Regions from separate parts of the Mus musculus genome. Here all the other regions are linked to region 6. Evidence: chromatin contacts called from public Hi-C, HiChIP or PLAC-seq and promoter capture Hi-C data. All regions are on one chromosome and are shown on one strand. The core of a region is the stretch at or near the end of the contact, and the rest is flanking DNA. Distances in the headings are between cores, read along the strand shown. Region 1 overlaps Map4k4 (mitogen-activated protein kinase kinase kinase kinase 4). Region 2 overlaps Map4k4 (mitogen-activated protein kinase kinase kinase kinase 4). Region 3 holds the start of Npas2 (neuronal PAS domain protein 2). Region 4 overlaps Map4k4 (mitogen-activated protein kinase kinase kinase kinase 4). Region 5 has its middle 33 kb from the start of Il1r2. Region 6 holds the start of D930019O06Rik (a long non-coding RNA gene). Region 7 has its middle 51 kb from the start of Il1r2.

What was found. Promoter capture Hi-C pulls out the DNA fragments that hold promoters and counts their contacts. Hi-C and Micro-C count contacts between places; a contact is called where the count stands out from the background. HiChIP or PLAC-seq counts read pairs in DNA pulled down with a chosen protein or histone mark.
Region 1: an H3K4me3 HiChIP or PLAC-seq map of bone marrow-derived macrophages shows a contact between it and region 6, with 4 times the contacts expected there. The contact joins the enhancer-like site here to the promoter of D930019O06Rik in region 6. A contact is called at or near these places in 13 of 39 promoter capture datasets (the 3T3-L1 cell line, the C10 cell line, the HPC-7 cell line and 10 more), 2 of 484 Hi-C or Micro-C datasets (bone marrow-derived macrophages and nephron progenitors), 8 of 115 datasets of contacts at active chromatin or transcription factors (bone marrow-derived macrophages, embryonic basal ganglia, embryonic fibroblasts and 4 more) and 3 of 9 other capture datasets (adipose tissue, liver and pancreatic islet).
Region 2: a contact with region 6 is called in an H3K4me3 HiChIP or PLAC-seq map of bone marrow-derived macrophages, with 5 times the contacts expected there. The contact joins the enhancer-like site here to the promoter of D930019O06Rik in region 6. A contact is called at or near these places in 13 of 39 promoter capture datasets (3T3-L1-derived adipocytes, the C10 cell line, the HPC-7 cell line and 8 more), 3 of 484 Hi-C or Micro-C datasets (embryonic stem cells and uterus), 4 of 115 datasets of contacts at active chromatin or transcription factors (bone marrow-derived macrophages, craniofacial prominence, embryonic stem cells and 1 more) and 4 of 9 other capture datasets (adipose tissue, bone marrow-derived macrophages, embryonic stem cells and 1 more).
Region 3: a Hi-C map of embryonic stem cells shows a contact between it and region 6, with 1.8 times the contacts expected there. The contact joins the promoter of Npas2 here to the promoter of D930019O06Rik in region 6. A contact is called at or near these places in 1 of 39 promoter capture datasets (neutrophils) and 1 of 484 Hi-C or Micro-C datasets (embryonic stem cells).
Region 4: a contact with region 6 is called in a promoter capture Hi-C map of embryonic stem cells, with 4 times the contacts expected there. The contact joins the enhancer-like site here to the promoter of D930019O06Rik in region 6. A contact is called at or near these places in 13 of 39 promoter capture datasets (3T3-L1-derived adipocytes, the C10 cell line, cranial neural crest and 8 more), 1 of 484 Hi-C or Micro-C datasets (bone marrow-derived macrophages), 3 of 115 datasets of contacts at active chromatin or transcription factors (bone marrow-derived macrophages, large pre-B cells and stem cell-derived neural progenitor cells) and 4 of 9 other capture datasets (adipose tissue, embryonic stem cells, liver and 1 more).
Region 5: a contact with region 6 is called in a Hi-C map of bone marrow-derived macrophages, with 14 read pairs. The contact joins the enhancer-like site here to the promoter of D930019O06Rik in region 6. A contact is called at or near these places in 5 of 39 promoter capture datasets (3T3-L1-derived adipocytes, cranial neural crest, embryonic stem cells and 2 more), 1 of 484 Hi-C or Micro-C datasets (bone marrow-derived macrophages), 3 of 115 datasets of contacts at active chromatin or transcription factors (embryonic basal ganglia, embryonic limb bud and stem cell-derived neural progenitor cells) and 2 of 9 other capture datasets (adipose tissue and embryonic stem cells).
Region 7: a contact with region 6 is called in a promoter capture Hi-C map of the HPC-7 cell line, with 2.6 times the contacts expected there. The contact joins the enhancer-like site here to the promoter of D930019O06Rik in region 6. A contact is called at or near these places in 7 of 39 promoter capture datasets (the HPC-7 cell line, embryonic stem cells, frontonasal cranial neural crest and 3 more), 1 of 484 Hi-C or Micro-C datasets (bone marrow-derived macrophages), 5 of 115 datasets of contacts at active chromatin or transcription factors (bone marrow-derived macrophages, embryonic hindbrain, embryonic limb bud and 1 more) and 2 of 9 other capture datasets (adipose tissue and liver).

The regions. Positions count from the first base shown.
Region 1 is chr1:39,959,818-39,962,517 of GRCm38.p6, reverse strand. It overlaps Map4k4 (mitogen-activated protein kinase kinase kinase kinase 4), which reads right to left. Exons shown (of 32, transcript NM_001252200.1): 3 at 284-340. Among named protein-coding and RNA genes, the nearest start is that of Map4k4, 60 kb to the right of the region's middle. Within about 2 kb of position 1,262, at least 19 of the 459 cell types and tissues checked have an H3K27ac peak or open chromatin away from gene starts, as enhancers often do. A contact at or near this core is called in bone marrow-derived macrophages and microglia, where this site is marked.
Region 2 is chr1:39,925,000-39,927,699 of GRCm38.p6, reverse strand. All of the region lies in intron 2 of Map4k4 (mitogen-activated protein kinase kinase kinase kinase 4), which reads right to left. Among named protein-coding and RNA genes, the nearest start is that of Map4k4, 25 kb to the right of the region's middle. Within about 2 kb of position 1,384, at least 43 of the 459 cell types and tissues checked have an H3K27ac peak or open chromatin away from gene starts, as enhancers often do. A contact at or near this core is called in adipose tissue, bone marrow-derived macrophages and memory CD8 T cells, where this site is marked.
Region 3 is chr1:39,192,930-39,195,629 of GRCm38.p6, reverse strand. Npas2 (neuronal PAS domain protein 2) reads right to left here and starts at 1,358. Exons shown (of 21, transcript NM_008719.2): 1 at 888-1,358.
Region 4 is chr1:40,001,558-40,004,257 of GRCm38.p6, reverse strand. Map4k4 (mitogen-activated protein kinase kinase kinase kinase 4) reads right to left here. Exons shown (of 32, transcript NM_001252200.1): 16 at 2,667-2,700; 17 at 271-501. Among named protein-coding and RNA genes, the nearest start is that of Il1r2, 82 kb to the left of the region's middle. Within about 2 kb of position 1,292, at least 47 of the 459 cell types and tissues checked have an H3K27ac peak or open chromatin away from gene starts, as enhancers often do. A contact at or near this core is called in embryonic stem cells and pancreatic islet, where this site is marked.
Region 5 is chr1:40,049,982-40,052,681 of GRCm38.p6, reverse strand. No RefSeq gene overlaps it. Among named protein-coding and RNA genes, the nearest start is that of Il1r2, 33 kb to the left of the region's middle. Within about 2 kb of position 1,306, at least 57 of the 459 cell types and tissues checked have an H3K27ac peak or open chromatin away from gene starts, as enhancers often do. A contact at or near this core is called in bone marrow-derived macrophages, where this site is marked.
Region 6 is chr1:39,650,069-39,652,768 of GRCm38.p6, reverse strand. It overlaps D930019O06Rik (a long non-coding RNA gene), which reads right to left and starts at 1,301. Exons shown (of 2, transcript XR_001778897.2): 1 at 500-1,301. Creg2 (cellular repressor of E1A-stimulated genes 2) reads left to right here and starts at 1,587. Exons shown (of 4, transcript NM_170597.4): 1 at 1,587-2,263. The coding sequence starts at 1,829.
Region 7 is chr1:40,032,526-40,035,225 of GRCm38.p6, reverse strand. No RefSeq gene overlaps it. Among named protein-coding and RNA genes, the nearest start is that of Il1r2, 51 kb to the left of the region's middle. Within about 2 kb of position 1,310, at least 29 of the 459 cell types and tissues checked have an H3K27ac peak or open chromatin away from gene starts, as enhancers often do. A contact at or near this core is called in the HPC-7 cell line, where this site is marked.

The DNA of each region.
Region 1 (2,700 bases), core at 13-2,512, 310 kb before region 6:
CCCATTTTGTGGCCAAAGATGACATCACTCCGATGGAGGAGGGTTGCTGCGGGTTGGTGGTTTAAATCAAAAATGCATTAAGCAAATGAGATTCTTAGTTACTTAGGACTATCTCAACAACTCAAGTCGCCTGGCCTGCTGCTGGACCTTGAGCCAACACCAGAGCAAAGCCATGTGCTTAGGTGATCACTATCTCTAAATGTGCCAAGGAGGGCAGAAGTACCAGGGCCGGAAGAACTTGAAAGTCACGATGTCTTCATCAACAAGTGTGGTCCAACCTTACCTCGGTGACGTCCATAACCTTGATGGCGGCCAGCTGACCCGTTTTAACATGTCGACCCTGGAGACACAGAAAACAAAGACTGGTCAGTACCGACACTCACGACGGTTCCTCAGAGGAAGTGGCTAAAGTCTCTAACCCAGCCTCCCCCGCGCCTTTTCTGTTACTAATAAAAGGTAACATGCTTTTAAGTGCATGCTCATAATAGAACAACGGAGCTGATAAAAACAAAGACAGAAGATCGAATGAATTCGGATAAAATATCAATTCTTTTTCTGATACGTTTGATGTACTATCAAACTATCTCCAAGTTTCTCAAAAGACTTTTGTTAAACTTATGTGTCCATGTGTGTACGTGTGAGCTTATTTACACTACATGTGTTCAGGAGCCCATGAAAGCCAGGTGAGGACCTCAGATCCCCTTGGATATATGGAGGGGCTGGCAATCAAGCCAGGAAGCCATCTTCCCTGACACCAATCAACTTAAGTAATCTGTTTTTCTATATATCAGCCTCAACCTTTTCTTCAATGGCCAAAAACAAAACAAAACTAGAAAGCCCTCTAGATATTTCCTTTATGCCATAAATGGTAACTGAATCTTCCTAGTGGACCCCAATAGTTACTACTTGATTTCACAAATTATATTGAATGTCCCCAAAAGTCAATGTATGGTGTATGGAGACTGTTATCCTGAGAAGAGGAAGTATTCAAGGTTCAGGGACAAGCAAAATGACATCATAACTGTAATCTTTGATCTAGGACCTAAACTGTGTAGCTTATTCATACCACTCTGTATGTAAAACAAAAACAAAAAACAAAAAAAAAAAATAAAACCCCTGTGTTATCATTCTCCTTTCTCACCGATGCGGAGGGTGCGTGTGGTTAACCCCTACTCTCTGAAGCAACTAGGAACCACCCTGCTATCGTAAACGTAACTACTTTTAAGGACTCCACTTTAAGAGTGGCCCTTCTGCAACAATGCAGAACAGAAAGAACATCTTCACATATTCCAAAGCCAGTCTCTTGTCTTGTGACAGGAAGAGTACATTTATAACATCAAACCCAAGAACAACTCGGCATTTACTCACAGAAATTGTTCAGGGACTCAGATTATAACAAGGACAAAGCAGTCCTGGAAAATGGCATTATGTGACAACTAGTACACTCTAAATAACAACACTGGGACAAGCTTTATACTGCTGTGCCCATGTCAAAGAGGGCACAGTCTATACACTTCAGTCTATACACACACAGTCTATACACTGGTATATACACTTCAAGGCATCAAGGAGTACAGCAGGCAAGATGCATCAATGTGGATCACTTAAGCAAACATAAGCCCAGGATATGAAAGTCTATCCCCCTGTCAGTAATAACATGTAGCTCCCATGACTAGGTCCAACACGATCACATGACTCTGACAGCAGTCACATGACTCTGGCAGCTCAATCACAAAGTAAAATTGTGCTTTTCTTGAACCCAAGAAGGGAGAGTGCATTTAAGACACAGTGTAGTGAGTGCACTCTCTGACCTGGCCATGTGTCAGACAGGTCCAATAGTTCCCACACAGCCCCTCAGCCCTCCAGCTTTTCTACAGTGTCTACTTCCAAATCAAGGCAGCAACCTTGACATGGCTAGAAGTCGGGTGGTGGGGGGAGGGGAACAGCACGGGAGTTTTTTCTTTTTGAGGACACAGCTATGTGCTGCTGGGTAGGGACTCTTTAGGAGCCTGATACAGTACCACTTTAGATTACAGATCTACAAAACCCACGAGTCGATCAAGACGCTCTGCAAAGACTTATATTGTGGCATCTTTCTTTATTGCAAATAGTTAATTCGGCTAACGCATCCTCTGTCTGTCATTTCAGACAGTGTGCCTGCCCCACAGGAACCAGAGTTTCCCTCAGAGGAGAAACCTCGCGGCTTTCGATTCATTTCTGCCTTTTTCTTTTCTTTTTTTAATTTTAGGAAAATTAATGTTTCCTTTTTAAGAAAAACAAAACCAGTCCTAGGCTTGACGGTGATAGAAGCTAAGGAGAACGGCCTGTTTTCCAGCTCTCCTTCAGTGTTTCTAACCAAGTCAAAATTGCCACCTTGCCCTTGCAAATATGCAATACGTAACACACGTTCCAAGGAAAATCGCACTATAGAGTGTTAGAAGTCGGAACACCATGATAGCCTGTCTCCACCTTTGAGGAAGCCTGGCCTGGCCCACAGAAGGGCAGAGCAGGTGATGTAAGTAAGGGCAGCCTCTCCTAGCATCAAGGCCTAATTAAGGGATGCATGTTGCATCATCTCTACCTAGACCTCACCTAGCCCTCCTTAAAATATCTAACACTTCTCTATGTCCACTGACAGGGAAGGTCTGATGGCCTCTTTTACGGCAGTGGGAATTTGGACGATACATTAACACATCCAAG
Region 2 (2,700 bases), core at 135-2,634, 270 kb before region 6:
ATCTGTGTGTCCAAACACTCAAGGTCCTTGTCCCCAACTGGTTTTTGATCGATCAATAAAGATGCCAATGGCCAATGACTGGGTAAATGACAGGGGAGGGACCCTTAGATTGTGTGGGCTAGGAACTGGAAGAGAGGGAGAGAGAGAATCGCTATGTTTCAGAAGGAGACAGATCAAATTTAGAGCTGCAGAAGGAAAATCATCTGAAATGTAGGAGAAAAGAAATGTGGCCCCCAACAGGGCTGCCCAGAAGTGTCTTGGGCAGCAAAGACTAGGTCCACCCAGAAGGAACAGGGCAGCAAAGATAGATCATAGATTTAGAGGGTGTTGAGTCAGGAGTACTGGAGGGAAATCTATGATAGCTGGGTGGAGGATTAGAACTGCCCAGCCTTTGAGTAGCCAAGGCATTTCAAAAATAAGTTAATGTGTGTGTGTTTCATTCACTGATCCAAAGAGTCCCAGGTGGGTGGGTGTAAATGTGCGCCCTGCACCGCCGGGAGCACAAAGCGATGCAGCTAAACTCACCGCAACGCTTAGCTACTGAGCATGCCTTTCAGTCCCCTAGGTTGTGATTTCAGGAAATTTACTAATGCAACTTAATGAAGAAATCATTTGAGTTGAGCAAGTTAGACGAGGTTGTAATTCTGGGACAGAAGGATTCAATATCAAGTAGTCTGGGCTTGTGAGACCCTGTCTCGATGTCCCTGATCAGGAAAAGAAATCTTTTGTAAACGTTTTCTTGATAAGAGAAAAATCACTATGTCTATCTACTATAACCAGTATATAATTTAGAAAAACAAGTTGAAGTGTTCTTGCTGAATCTGGGCAGAGGTGATACAGCCTTTGCATCAGACGGGCAGTCTTCAGAGACTAACAGTTTTAAGACTATTTCCTACGATTCATAGGAATGAAAACCAGATTTGAGATTTTGACCTTTCAAAGCACTGTAGGTAGTCACGCCAAACTGCACTTAGCATTATTCATGACACTTTTTCTAATTTAAACTGTCTAGTTATCTGTACGTATAGATTTAACGTTTCAGTTTTACAAATGTGACTTTGGTAGTAATTTCCATTATCAAGTTAGTAGGTTCAGAGTTAAAAGACAGTAAATTTGACGGCTACTGGCAACTATCAATACAACATGTCGATACACAGAGGTAACCCTCGGAAGCAGCCTGAGAATCCAAAACCCACCGACAACCGCCTTTGGGAAGGGACATTGACCTCTGGTCTGGTCTGGGTAAGACCCCCCGCCCCCTTCCCAGGAGACTGCAGGCCTTGAGGAGGGTGGCCAGAGGGCTGGCAAGGGGAGAAGACACTAGAGGAGCCAGGCCAGGCTCAGCAGGGTGCGGCCTCGGCTTCTGACAGCTCTGTGAGAGGAAGTGTGATTCACATTGAGCGGGAGACTTGTCCCAAAGCTTCACTTTCCCAGCAGTACTTAGAGCACAGTCCTACCTCGTTAAAAAACAACCCAAACCCAGCAACAAACCAGCCACATAACAGACCTGCTTTCAGCGAGTGTAACAGCTGCTGGGGTTAGCTGGATGTAGCTGCACCTGCCCAGGGCATCTTCTCTATCGGTGGCCTTTTGAGTTTGGAGACTGTTTACCATGGATTATAGGGAGAAAGCAGGAAGAAGAGATTTGAAAGGAAATATTCAGACAGAGTTGCTCACGTTGCTCAGAATCACCTTGGCAAGCTGTAAAAGCTTTCTCCCAGAGCAGACCGGTAGCTTTGTACAGTGGCACAGTGTTTGTGGTTAACCGAGAGGTAATAGCTAATCAAACACTTTCCCAGTACCCAAGAGCAGCAAGTCAGGCTCGCTGGCACAGTGCAGTCACTAGGAAGCTCAGAATAAAATAAATAAAACCAATGCCTGTGCTGCAGCCACAGTTTGTACAGGCACGAGGTGAGCATCCTCGGGGGTTCCTTGAGCACGGACACTGTAGTGCACCCAAGCAGCCAGTGCTGGTGTGAGACCTGACCGAACAGTGAGTTGGAAATCCTTTACAAGCTTTTCTTCCATACTTGTTTCCTTTGGAACAGGGGTGTCATTGTTGATGGCTGTCAGTTTCTCTGCCTGTCATGGTAAAATAAAATAGCCTATCAAAAGCAACCTGAGGGACAAAGGGCTTATTTGGCTCACAATTCCAGGTCATGGTCCTTCCTGTGGAGGAAGTCACGGTGGCAAGAGCCTGAGAGCGCTGCTTACAGTGCATCTCCACTCACACGGGGAGAGCAGTGATCTGATGGGCCAGTGCTCAGCTTGCCCACTGCTTTATACAGACCAGCATAGCCTCCAGAGACGGTCCCTACCACAGTGAAGAGGGGCCTTCCCACATCAAGTTGACCTGTTAAGGTGTCTCAGAGGCTGACCCTGCCAAGGGGCTTGCCTCCTAGGTGCTGACCTGACCATTAACACCAACTATAGCAGTGATGACTAATGTCATTTATAACAACTCAACTGTGTGGAAAGCTTGATTTAGTCCACGGTAGGAATCTGCTTCCTTAGTGCTGTGAGAGCCTATCCTGTCCTCAGGCTGGAAAGGTATGGATGACTACCACTTACTTCCTCACTCTGCATAGAGTAGAAAACATGTCCTGCATGCTTTTGGAGGAAGAGGCTGTCTCTTACTTGGGGTTTCTATTGCTGCAATAAAACTCCATTACCAGAAGCAAGCCGGGGAGGAAAGGGTTT
Region 3 (2,700 bases), core at 109-2,608, 460 kb after region 6:
ACCCCTCAAGATGTAACTCTAGGGAGTAGTTGGAATAAAAACCTTTTCCACATCTGCACAGCGGGATGACCTCCAAATAAATAGAGGTACGGGTTTCTGAGGGGAAATGGCAAAAGAGTAGACTGCTGGGAAACACCAGTACCTCAACTGGTTCATATCTGTCAGTAACGAAAAATTTGCTTTGTAAAATAGTGGCCCAGATCGCAATATCTCTTTTAAAAACAGGATTATATTTATTTAGGGGCTATTTAAAAAGAGATTGGAGGTTATTTCTGGCAACGTTTTCCTTCAGAGAAATTTTAGCAGCAGGAAGGAAGATCAAGCCAGTATTTGCTCTTGAGTCTGAAGGGTGCCTTCCAGGGCTGGCCGTTTTTCATGCAAGCCATAATTAGTTGGCCAGTTCGCTGGATGGGGACTTCTCTGTGAAGAGAGAGACAGGAAGGTGTTGACAGAGCTGAGTCCTGCCAGGAACTGCTTCAGGACTAACTACCTGGAAAGTCCAAATGGGAAATCCCTCCTATAAAAGAAAACCCTATTAAGGATAATAGAGTTCTAGTGATTGAGACAGACTAGCTGTCTCCGCCGACGCAGTTAATAACGACTCAATATTCACCTGTAAAGAAGCAAGCTAACCGCGAACTAGGGGCGGATCCTAACGCAATGGATAGAGAAAAAAAAACCCTAAGCTGGGGCCTCTAGGACCCTTGCAACACCTGTTGAACGCTACAGCCTACAACTTTACGAACTAAAGACTCCCGGATTTAACCTTAGGAGATTCTAGAGTCGGTGGAAATGCGCGTGTATGCTTAAGGTTTCCATCTTGCCTTGTCAACAAAACTGGTTACTAATTATTTATGAACCACAGAGCCGAAAACAAACTTTCTTACCTTAAGCAGTTAAGGAGAGGCGGGCAGAGGGGGGAGGCTGGCTTTGAATTGAGCCTCTTGGTACCTGTCCCTGCCCCCTGCTTCCCACCCTAAGTGGCTTTTTAGAAAAGTCAAGGTCGCACCCCTCCTCTACTTGGGGAGGGGGCACACCTCCCACTAAAACAATGTTGTAGCATCCAACCCGGGGAGTCCCAGGAGCGCAGAGCTGTCTAAGCACAAAGACTGGGCTTTCAGTCCAGCCCTAAGCCAAGTCAGACCCAGGAACGTAGTGACACAAGGGCCCGGCCAGGCAACCACACTCTCCAGGCGTCCCGGGCTCCCTACGCTTCGGGATGCCTGCGGTGGGGCTCTGGAAGGGCAGCGGGCAATCTTGAAAGCTTCTGTCCGGGCACGCAGTACCCCTCTAGCACCCTCGGAGGACCCCCGAATCCCGATGTTTGGGGTGCCTAGTCCTCTCTCTTGGCGAGCAGCTCCGGGAGCCCACCGTCTGTCTGGCTGCAGCGGTTGGCAGGACCCGAAGCCCAGGGCGGCAGGACCCGGAGTGCGCAGGACTCACCTCCCCGCGCCCCAACCCCCGGGTGCCTGCGCTGCGCAGCCTCGCGCGGTGTCGCGCCCGAGCGTCCCTCCCTGCCCCGCGCGTCCCCAGCGCTAGCGAGCAGGTGACCAGAGCCGCGAGCCACGCGCACGTATTCCCACCCGAGATCGTGCGTCCCCAAGCGCGGTGGCCTCTTACCTCCGAGCGGGCCGGGGCGGCCCCGCCAGGCCGGGCACCGACTGGGCCGGGGAGACGCGCCTCCCGCCGCCGCGGGGAGCCGGGGCGGCAGGCGGGCTCGGGGAGCTTCTCCCGGGCGGCGGCGGGAGGCGCTGCTCTCGCCGCTGCCGCCGGGGTCTCGGGGCTCCGCGGCCGCTGCGCGGGTCCCTCGGGTCCTGCGGAAAAGCCCGCCGCTCGCGCCGCAAACTCTTGGGCGCGTAGAGCTGGGGACCGCCGCCACCTCCCCGCCCCGCTGCCGCCTCCTCCTCCTCCCTCTTCTCTTTCTCCTCCTCCTCCCGCTCCCCTTCCTCCTCCTCCTCCTCCTCTTCCTCTTAAGCCTCCAGGCTCCGGCGGCTACCCGCTCCCCCCACCCCCCTACGGTCCAAACCCAGTGTGAGCCGCGCACTCAGCGCGTGCCGCAGGGACGCGGACCCTGCGACCCCCCGGCGACTCTCGGCGGGGCAGACACCGGTGCGCCCCCAGGGCCTCTGCGAGTCCTGCGGGGCTGCTTGGGGAGGGGGGTGTGGGGGTATCGACGTGGGGGTCCGGCCAGTCTGGTCCGGACTGGGCGCGGTGGAAGGGGGAGACTGTGCTTAGTGCGGAACCTGGAAGAGGGGAGGCGAGCTTGACATTTGAGGAGCTGCCGGCCAGGGTCCTGCTAAAGTTGTCACTAGGGGGGTAGCAAAGAATCCGTGCCCCGGGTAAATGGGAATCATCTCAGTGCCCACTGCCACTGTGCTGTCACGGGGTGGGGGTGTTTGCTAGAATGTGATTGTCTTGTCCCCCTCGCCCACGCCGACCTCTAAGGGCAGGCCTCTGCGCTTCCGTGACTCAGGTTACTGGGGACGTGGGTGGGTGAGGGAACACCAGGTGAGAAGAAGGGTCCTGGGATGTGAGAGTGAACGCTGTTCGTGGAATATAGCAGCGGTTGCTAGGGAGGAACGCTCGGTGCCTCCTCCAGGGCGAGCTTAACTGGTCAGGAAAATGGGTCAAGGATCGGCAAGAACCCGCTAAATGTCCCCTTGTAACCCCAGGGCCACAGGTCGGGGGCTGCGGCCAGGA
Region 4 (2,700 bases), core at 43-2,542, 350 kb before region 6:
TTATAATTCTACTTATTTAGAAGCATGTTGCTTAAAATTTTTTCCATAAATACTTTTTATTAAACTACGTTTAAAACCAGTCAATGATAAAAAGCTAACTAACCATTGGCTAATTGTAACTGCTGAGGTGGGGAATGGCTTCCCTCCCTGAGAAGTCATTTGAAACTTCTGGCCCTTTAGCCCTGATGAAGTAAGTCACTGTTCCCATCATCACAGCAAACAGTAAGTTTAAATAAAGAGAAAACAGCGCGTCTGTCTGTCTGTCCTTACCCTTGGAGGCACCTCGTCACTGTCTGATCTAGACCAAGCCTTTTGGGTGGGCTCGGGCACCTCCGACTTAGAGTCAGAGCTCTGACTGAGCCCCTCACTGCGGGAAGGTGGACATGGGTCCTGAGAGCGGAGATGGTGGTGTGCGAATTTGGGAGAAGGGTCACTGAAGGAATGGGATCTCGAGACAGGGGAGACATTGTTCTTGAGAGATGCCAGGTGGGACCACTGTACCTTACAAGAAAACAAAACACAAAACATTCAATGCGTTCTGCATACAACTAGCTTTTCTGGTCAACACTAAATCCCAAACAGGAGGTGGGTGTGAGTCGGGGAGGCATAGTGTCAAGCATGGAGCAGCCAATAGGCTCCATGCTGGTGACAGGCAAGAGGAAGAGCAAAGGCACACGCATAAGGGAAAGTGCCCAGACACAAACTGCAGACAGCAGTGAACAGGGGCATGCACAGACCCCCGAGGGGAGAGTGATACATGCATGTCCATGTCAGCACAGAGAGCTGGGGACCACATGACAGAGACACTGCTCATCAGCAAACCTCCCCACCACCTCAGAACCCTGGGTCTGAGAATCTTACTGACGGGACTTATTTGTGCGTGCACACACACTCTTCCTATTATGGGACTGTAGCAGAGAAACTTAAGAACAGCCAACTTTTCAAGAATACCAATATTTTTTTCTCCCAATCTTAAAATGTTTTAGACCTAGCTGAGTTTACACTCCTAGTTATGAAAAAAGTGGGATTAAAATTTCTTTACCAAAATATCCAGTACCAAGAAAGCCCAGGCTGACCAGCATCAAGATACTCTGGGCTGACAGTAGGAATATGCCTTTGAAATGAGAACTCAAGGACATGACAATTGGCCAAGTGAATTTCTGCAGTCACTTTAAAAAAACATCCTCTCAGAACTCTATAAACTATTTTAGTAAGAGGTACCTGTACCTCACTGCTGGAGAATAACCAACCACTAAGGCGGTTATGGGAGCTGTAACTCAGCACGCACTAATCAATGTGTCTTGTGCTGACTTGCCTGGCTTCTGCAGGTGAAACCGGCAGTTAAGACCCAGTGCATAGTCTCTGTGGCTCACAGGCAGATCCAAAGAATCCTAGCTTTGGTACAATTCCCATACTACTAAAACATCTAAGTGTTCACTGGGAGAGCAACCAAACGGATGTGTTACCAAATAACGCTAAGTGGGACTCAACGCTAGGAGCCACACGAGTTTCCCTCCTGCAGGTGAAAGCTTGGGGCAAGAACTCTGCAGCGGAGGAAGAGAGGCTGTCTGTCTCATCTCCTCAAACAGAAGCTTCTCGAGCCTGCTGCTCAGAGGCAAGTTTGCCCTTGTGTTGGGTTTAGCTCTCAGGACAACCATGCTTCTCACCAGGAAACAGGCACTAAGTGGAGCAGCAAGTGGCACCTGGCCCTTCCCACTGCCTCTGCTGGCATTCTCTGGTGTAGCTCTCTGAAGCTCTCAGCTGCTATATCTGCATAAACCCCACCCCCTGTACCTCAGATTTGCTCAGCTCAACCATCCCCCAGGAGGGTTGGTTACTGCAGAACACATTCAAATTCTCATGTGACTGCATCTGTCACAGAAGGGCCATTTCTTCTCAAAACCACCAACTCTTGTCCTAGGTGACATGCAAACACCAGGGCCGACCGAGTACAGAAAGCTCAGAGAAGTGTGTGAGGCAGAGCAGCATGGAGGAGTGCCTACACACCCTCAGGGGATGGGTGTGTCTGCCACCTACTGTCCTTTCTAGACAAGGCTGCTGCTTCTCTTCTGAGCACTCAGACAAGACAGACTCTGGGACAGACTGAAGGAAAAGTCATAAACTCTGTCCTAATCTCTTACAGGAAATCAATATTCAACCCACTAGGCATAACCTGTGTTCAATCTTGACAGGTTTGAGAATCTGGTTTTGTATTTTAAAACAACAAACAAACAAACAAACAAAACCAAAAACCTTTTCCCAGGAAATTTACACATTCAGCCAAATAAATAGGAGCCTGCACAGAAATGCAAGGCCACCTTTAGCGTCCAAAGGTCCTTCAGGGAGCTGGGACCACAGACACAAAGTACTTACTTCAAAATGTTCAGGTTAAAAGTTCTCTTCTAACCTGCTTATACAATAAAACCAACGTTCTAAAAATATAATTTAAAAAAGTATTTAAGAGGAAGGAGGGACTTCACATCTGAGTTAAGGAGGGGGAAATAAAAGTATTGACTGGAGATAGCCATAATGAGTTCAATAAAAATCTTAGACAACAAAACAAACAAACGACAAGCCTCCTCTCCCTACGCTGAATGCACGCCTCCTGTTCACACCAGCTGTTGAGACAACGGGCTACACGTGGCACAGGGAGCTACTGCTGCTACCTGTGGCTCCGCTGGTCTCTGCAGGGCAGGGTGC
Region 5 (2,700 bases), core at 57-2,556, 400 kb before region 6:
TGGTAGGGGTGTATGTGTGTGGGGGTGTGTATGTATGTGCCCATGACACCCATTCAGAGGCCAGAGGAAGATACTGAGTATCTTCCACTGTCACCTGGTCACCTGCCTCCTTGTCCTCCTGTACACTGGTTACTTTTCTATTGATGTGATGGAACCCTGTAACCAAGGCAACTAGGAGAAGGGTTTATGATCCCAAAGGGATAAAGAGGTCACTGCGGGCTAAGTGTGACAGGCGGTGGCGGAAACAGGAAACTCGAAGCTCACGTCCACAAATACAAGCACAAAGCAGAGAGGGCACATTGGAAATGGCTCAAGGCTTTAACCTCCTAACCTTGGAGCCCTCTCCAGCAGTGACAACCTTCCTCCAGCAAGGCCACGCCTCTTTAACCTCAGCAAATAGCACCTACTACTGCCAATCAAGTGTTCAAAGGCCTGAGATGATGGAGATCATTCTCATTCGAACCACTGTACCTAGAGAGGTTTCTCACTTGCCTTACCTCAAGCTCCCGGGAGCCAGATGTCTCTGCCCTTCCCCAGCCCCCTTGCTGGGGTGTCCCCACACCCAGCTTTCATGTGGGAGCTGGAGATTCAAACCCCAGTCTTTATACTTGCATAGAGCACTTTTACCCACCCACGGAGCCATATCCCTGGCCCCTCTACTTTGCTCCTACCAGTTTATGTGACGTTGTTTGCACCTGGCTTATTTTATTTAACAGAACATCTTCCAGGTCTAACCATACCGTCACAAATATATTCGCTACCGTTCATTCACAGATGGATATTTGTTGATTTCATGCTTTGGTATGTTTTTCAACAGTCATTGCCATATTGATTTCCAAAAAAGGGCAACATATACTATCCATAATTCCAATAGTATAGGAGGACTTTCCCAAAATTCCTCTCAATAAAAGGGTATCTTCATCTTAATTTTTATAAGTTGAATATTCTAATTTGCAGCTCCGTAACTGTGAATGGTTTTTTTTTATAGTTGTCTATATCTTTGCAGACTTTTAAGTTGGTTTTGTGAATATGGGTTACTTATTTATTAAATTGACTAACTTTTCTAGATGTTTTGGTTTTTTTCTTTAAATTTTTTGAGTTTTAGCAGTATTTCCATATGCATTAAAAACATCCCCTTCCATGTGATCATTACCCCTTGGTTTCTGCTATGGCTTGTTCATGTGTCAGACAAAGGCCTCTGGGGTAGGACTGAGACCTAAGGGCCTTGGCCTGTGGGGTCAGAGGAGCTGTTTGCAGATGGAGCTTCTTCCTGTGGTCAGGGTCAGGATGCTGAGGCTCTTTCTGCTTCCCCTTTCTTCCATTCCTGGCCATGAGGTGAGCAGCTGCCTCTGTCATACACTCATGATGACACGTAGCCTCACCACAAACCGCAAAGCAATGGGCAAACGGACGACCATTCATGGGCTGGGTCCTCCAAAACCATGAAGACAAGTAAACTTTTCTACTTTTTAAGTTGATTGTCTTCGGGTATTTTATTGCAGCAATGGGAAATTGATAGCTTCGTTTCTAGTATAATTTGATATTCCAAGACATATGTATAATCATAACACATAATATCTTCCAGATTTATTGACTTGGATTAAAAAGTCTCCCTTGTCACAAGCATAAAACATGGCTCCTTACATTTACTTTGTCTGATTTTTATTTGAATATTTTTACATTTGATTTGCGCAGAGTGTTTTATATAGATGAAGGCAGCGTTCGATTTTTCTTTTTCTAAAAATATATTATTTATGAGTATGTGTGTGTGCAGCGCGTATGTGAGGACTCCAGAAGAGGATGTCAGGTCTCCTGGATATGGAGTCACAAGCAGTTATGAGCTGTCTACACGGGTGCTGAGAACCCAAGTTGGGTCCGCATCAAGAGCAACAAGCATCCCTAACCACTGGACCATCTTTCCAGCCCTCTCTTCTTTTGTTTGATGAGTGGTTAGTGGCACTAACACATCGGATAGGTAAATCACAGACCAATTCAAGAGCGGTAGCATGAATAGTATAGTTAAAAAGCAGGTAGACTGATTTGGGGTATCAGTTCCACCACTTCCTGTCTATGGAACCTTAAGTATGTGTGCTGGCTAATTTTTATGCCAACTTGACACAGTTAGAATTGGTAATAAATATCCTGAGACTGACTCTAAGACTGTAGGACTCTCTCTCTGGATGTGGGAGGAGACAGCCCACTGAAGGTGTCACTATCCTGAAGTCAGCTTGGCCATAAACCATGGTGACCTCACAGAGGTTAGCCGCAGAAACAGGGTGGCATCTCTATGGTTGCCTGCAGACTTACTGTTCACCCCTGGTCCCTTGTGACTGACTTTTCCTTCAGACATCTGAGGACAGAGTTTCCAGAGCTCTGAAGTGCTTCATCCCTGAATGTCATCTCTGTTTCCTCCATGGCAGGAACTCAGAGGCCACTTTATTGTGAGAAGGGAAATGGAAGGGCATCTATGGCCAGACTTCCCTCAGGGAGCCTGGCTTCTCTGTCCTGACAGGTCTGTAACCTTGTCCTTCCTCTAAGTCTCTTTCAAACCCTCTTTTCATTAGCACCATAAAAGTCTTGCACAGAGCTGTCTTGCTGTTCCTGATTTCTTGGGCATCACTTCCCAGCATGGGAAGCTGAGGCTACTCAGGGAACCCCACGCCGAGTGGCTGGTGGAGGATTTCCCAGAAGCAGCGAGTC
Region 6 (2,700 bases), core at 52-2,551:
CTGCCATAGCTGGCCAACTCAGGCATGAGGAAAGAGAAGGTGGATTGATCCTGCCGTGAGAGCCACAGAGGAACTGAGATTACCATCTGCAGGTCCTCTCCCCACACTGACATATCAGTTCAATCCCTTTTCCTTTCCTGAGGTTGAAACATTCATCGTCTTTTTCCTCTGAGGATAAGCTCTCCCCTGAAACTAGAGATGTCAGGCTTGACACCCAAACCCCGGTGGGGGAGATGTAACCGTCCCCATTTTGTAGAGGCAACAGTGACATGCCACTATCCCACAATCAGAACATGATAGGACAAGATCTGGATTATTTTTAATTTGTATTTCAGGGAGGAGGAGTTGTTGGTTTTTATGGTGGATCTTGAGGTGGTGTCTCATGTAGTCTAGGCTGGTCTCAAATTTGCTTACCTAGCTAAGTCTGACCTTGAACTCCTGAATCTCCTGCCTCCACCTGTCGAGTGCTAGGATAGATAACAGGTGTGTGCCATCATACCTGGCTGCAGTGTGTAGTATTTCCATGACTCCCCATTGTGCCTCTCAAGACCATGGAACACATCTTTCCCCTAAACAGGGGATAAGAGGGTCTGTGAAGCTGGGGAGAGAGCAGCAGCCGATAACAGCAGAAGCCATGAGAGTAAACAAGATGTCTTGGGGAGAAACTGAAGACACCATCAATGTTTCAAAGCAGACGGAGAGCAGAGAAGGGGTTGTGGGGTGGGGGGTGGGGAGGGGAGAGAGAGAGAAAGAGCAGCCAGGGGCATCCAGGGAGAGACAAGAAGTTCCCATGCAAAGAGAAAGAGACCAGCTGTGTTCACAGCTGACATCCAGGCATCCAGGAAGAGTCACAGGAGTTTCACAGCAGGGCACAGTGAAGACATGTAGGAAAAACTCAAATCCCATTTCAAGATACTTTCTTATAGAACCAGTTAGTGCAGGACTCTTGCATTTTAGGAATATAAGCGATAGAAAATATTCCATGGTGGGACAAAGACTGGATATCATAAGAACAGGTAAGAAATTATAATTACTTTGAAGTTATTTTGATATCTATTAAACTTCTTACTGGAACAAGATGGTTTTTAAAATACGCTATTAAGCCGGGCAGAGGTGGCACACGCCTTTAATCCCAGCATTTGGGAGGCAGAGGCAGGCAGATTTCTGAGTTCGAGGCTAGCCTGGTCTACAGAGTGAGTTCCAGGACAGCCAGGGATATACAGAGAAACCCCGTCTCGAAAAAAAACAAAAACAAAAACAAAAAAACAAAAAAAAAAAACAAAAAACAAAAAACAAAACAAAACACCCAACAACAATAAAGTTCTATTAGTCTGTGTCGCTAACCGCAGGACACTGCTGACTGGGTGAGTGATGGAAGATGTGGGTGTATTGTGGTTCCCGGTTCTGCGGAGGTGATGGGGTGCAATAACTGAGCCTGGTGATGCCCTTCTTGTTGGCTCAGAGAAGTTAATCAGCTTGGTAGAGTCGCACAGCTGACGAGCGGAGGAGTGCATTGAGCCTGAGCTGTGAACGCCCACCCTCTGGCTGCAAAACGCTTGCCATCCTGCGGAAAACCAAGACACGCGTGGACTCTGCGCCCAGCAGCGGCGGTGGACGCAGGGGACTCTGGTCGTGCAGCAGACTTCGCTTCTTACGGGAGTGTAAGGCAATAGGGAACCCCGGCCCCCGGACTGATTGGAGACCCTCAACCCGGGAATCCTATCACGAGGAGAAGGGTTCCGACGCACGCTCCGCCGCAGGGGGGCGCCCCTGGCTGGCCGCTGCTTGGTCAGTGGTCCCCGCCACAGGGCGCGTCGCCTCCAAGAAGATGTCGCTGTCCGGCAGGGAGCGTCCTGCTTGGCCAGGGAGTCGCCTGTCCTGGTTGCTATGCTGCAGCGCCCTGTTGTCCCCAGCCGCCGGCTACGTGATCGTGAGCTCCGTGTCCTGGGCTGTCACCAACGAGGTAGATGAGGAGCTGGACAGTGCATCCACTGAGGAGGCGCTGCCCGCGCTGCTGGAGGACTCGAGTAGCATCTGGCAGCAGAGCTTTCCGGCCTCGGCGCACAAGGAGGACACGCACCTGCGACCTCGGGGCTCCGCCCGCGCCAGGCCCGCACCGGCCGCGCGTGGCATGTTCTCCTACCGGCGGGAGAGCGGCTCATCTGAGGCATCCCCTGGCCCCAGGGTGCATGCCGGCACCGCCCGCTCCCTAGCCCACGCTAGCTCCTGGGGCTGTCTGGCCACTGTGTCCACCCACGAAAAGGTAAGCCAGAGGTCGGGACGCGGGGGCGGTGCGCGTCTCCCTTCCAGGACGCAGGGCGACTCCGGTTTCACAGGTTCATAGGCTGTGAATGCCCTGTGAATAACGGAACCAGCGTGTGCATGGGTCGGTCCATCTGGCCAAGTGCATGTGAGTGGGGAGGAAGGAGAAGCTGGGAAACAGTCTCGTGGTTAGTGATTGAATCCCTGTGTACTAAAATGGCCAAAGAGATGATCAGATAAACAGTGACAAGCTGGAAACCTGGAACGTAGGCAGGATCGCTTTTGGAATCACAGATGAGGCGCATCCAGCTCCCAGCTCCCTGCAGGCTCCGACAGTCCTGCAGACAGACTCTGGCACCGCCTCCCACACCAAGTGGGTGTGGAAGAGGAACGCCATCCACACTCCGGTAGACATTTACACTTTAAAAAAAAATGGAA
Region 7 (2,700 bases), core at 61-2,560, 380 kb before region 6:
TTATCCTCAGAGTTGCATCTAAAACAGCCTCTTTTGATTGAAATGACACTCAATCTACACAGAACTGGGGTGTCTGGCTTCTTAAGATTGTACCACAACCACTGGGATCATGAGCAATGTGGAAATTAGGAGGAAGGTGTAGAACCTTCCGGCGAGAGATTTCTTCTTGTGTCCTCCAGCAGTTTCTGTCACAGGGGCTTGCCCAGGACACTTGACCTGGATAATCAGACACTCTGGTGGGTGAGACCCTGCCAGCCATTTTCAACAAATTCTCTCATCCAAGCTCAGAGACTACTGCAGAAGCAGGGCTGGAAAGATCATGAAAACTAGAGACAATGAAATTCTGTAAAGAGTGTTTGTTGGACCTGTCCGGGCCATTGCGCCCATGAACCCAATGGTACATCCACCAAACCAAGCAAGGCAAAATACCAGCATGGGTGGATTAGGGCTGCACGAATCCTACCACTCACTGAGGGGCTATTCGCAATTGATAGCTACTGGGAAAGGAAATCCATTTTCCTCAGGAATGTAGCCCTCGAAAGACCACTCAAACTCCAACAGACTGAACTACACTCATGCGCCCACAGGTAGCACCAAGTGGACGTACTGCTTTTAAAACAAGTAGAAGATGGGAGTTGAGGCAGGCGATACAAGAGGAATTAGAAGTAAGGAAATAGGGGATATGTTTCATTAAAATGTAGTATATATTCATATACAAAATTCTCAGTCAAAAAGGCATATCCAAAAAAAAAAAGAAAAGAAAAAGAAAAAAAATGAAACAAGTAAAAAGAATAAAAATAAAAAGAATAAAAGATTATTCCCTTCTTGGGAATGTGATCCGTGTCCCAGGTTGGAAATCCTAGTGTTTTTAACTAGGCGTGACTCTAAGCGTCACTTAGCTGGCTTCTCCCTGATCTCCACGCTAAGCTCTCGTATGCTTCCTTGCGGTCTGGACATACTGTCCTTTTAATTCCATATACACATCAGCTGCCTTTTGGAATCGGAGATCAGATCCCCGTCCATGGTAACTTGGAAGATCTGAGCATTACAGAGTGATCCAATTATAGCTTGTAATTATGGTGGCTTGTACAAAGTGCAGCAATTCACAAATCTTCCCTGAACGGACAAAACTCCCTTTGTTTCTACTGCAATGATGAGACTTCATGCTGCTCTGTGTCAGTTACACACGACTATGATAGCAGCTGCCCTTAAGTGGAGCTGGGCAAATGTCATCTAAGACCAGGAGTCAGTTCTATAGAATGGGCAGCCATGACTCAGCAGATTCCAGAAGGACCAGGCTCTTGTGTTACTACCGATTCGTGGCAGTGATGGCTCCTGGCCATCTCTCCAGCATGCACAGTGAGCTCTCTTGAGTGAGGTCCAGTAAGAGCTGAAAATAGGGTTGCACTTCAAAATAGCCAGGGAGACTCAGGTGACAGCCACACCTTTTCCAACAGTCTAGAGTGACTTACTTGTGAAGGATCCTGGGAATCTGTTACCCAGTGACTGGGACATATGCGACTGTGCTGAGGATAATAAATTACACAGCCACCATTAAGTTTCTCAGTTCCTTCCATGACAGGTCTTTGCCCCATTCTTTTAAGATTACACAACGGCAGAAACCAGAATGCAATGGGGGAGTGGGTTTTTCCCACAGCTATAAGTCTCTGAGAACTTTCCAGCTTGGCGGGCCCCTCGTTGATGCCACCAGTGAGTCAGAGGCCCCAGATAAACACCTCTGCTGTACATGAAAGTTTTCTGTCTGAAACCCACCTGTGTAGGGGAACAGCAGCAGCCACTGGCTGCATATATGTGTGTGTGTGTGTGTGTGTGTGTGTGTATGGCTTGCAACTTCATGTGCCTTCCTTGCAGCCTTTAGAAAAAGAAACCCCTGCAGCACAGTCCTGGACCCCACAGCAGAGAGTCCTGGGCTGTCCGTGAGAAGAAGGATTTCTTAGCTTTCACCCACAGCCAGCTCACTGCCTTGAGGTTTGCAAATTATGGCCTCCTCCTTTAGCTTTCTCACAGAACCATTTTAATAGAGCCAGAGAACAAAAGCTTTGCAAACTCCTGTGTGTGTGTGTGTGTGTGTGTGTGTGTGTGTGTGTGTGTGTGTGTGTCTGTCTGTCTGTCTGTCTGTCTGTCTGTGATTGTGTAAAACCCAGCCTAGGTAACAGTGCAGTGGTTCTCAGATTCAGTTCTAACGCTGTGACCCTTTAATACAGTGATCCCCCAACCATCAAGTTATTCCAGTGCTACTTTAGTTTTGAATGCTATGAACCATAATGTTAAAATTTTGACAAACAGGATATCTGATATGTGACCCCCCCATGAAAGGCTGTTCAACCTGCAAAGGGGTTGAGACCCACACAGGTTGAGAACTGCTGTTCTAGTGGGATTTTTGTCTTGGTTATCCTGTTGACATGACTTTAGTTCTATCTATCTATCTATCTATCTATCTATCTATCTATCTATCTATCTATCCATCCATCCATCCATCCATCCATCCATCCATCCACACACAGTAATATACACTGAGATGTAGAAAAATCCAGCCCATGGAGATTAGAAGACCATGTCTCAACTCAGGCCCCCCATTCCAGAATGATCTCTAGGGGGACTATTTAAGAAGCAGTAAGATGTGGACAAATGTCGGGGACAAACCTTGGAAGTGTCTATAAAGCCTCTAGACATGTTAAA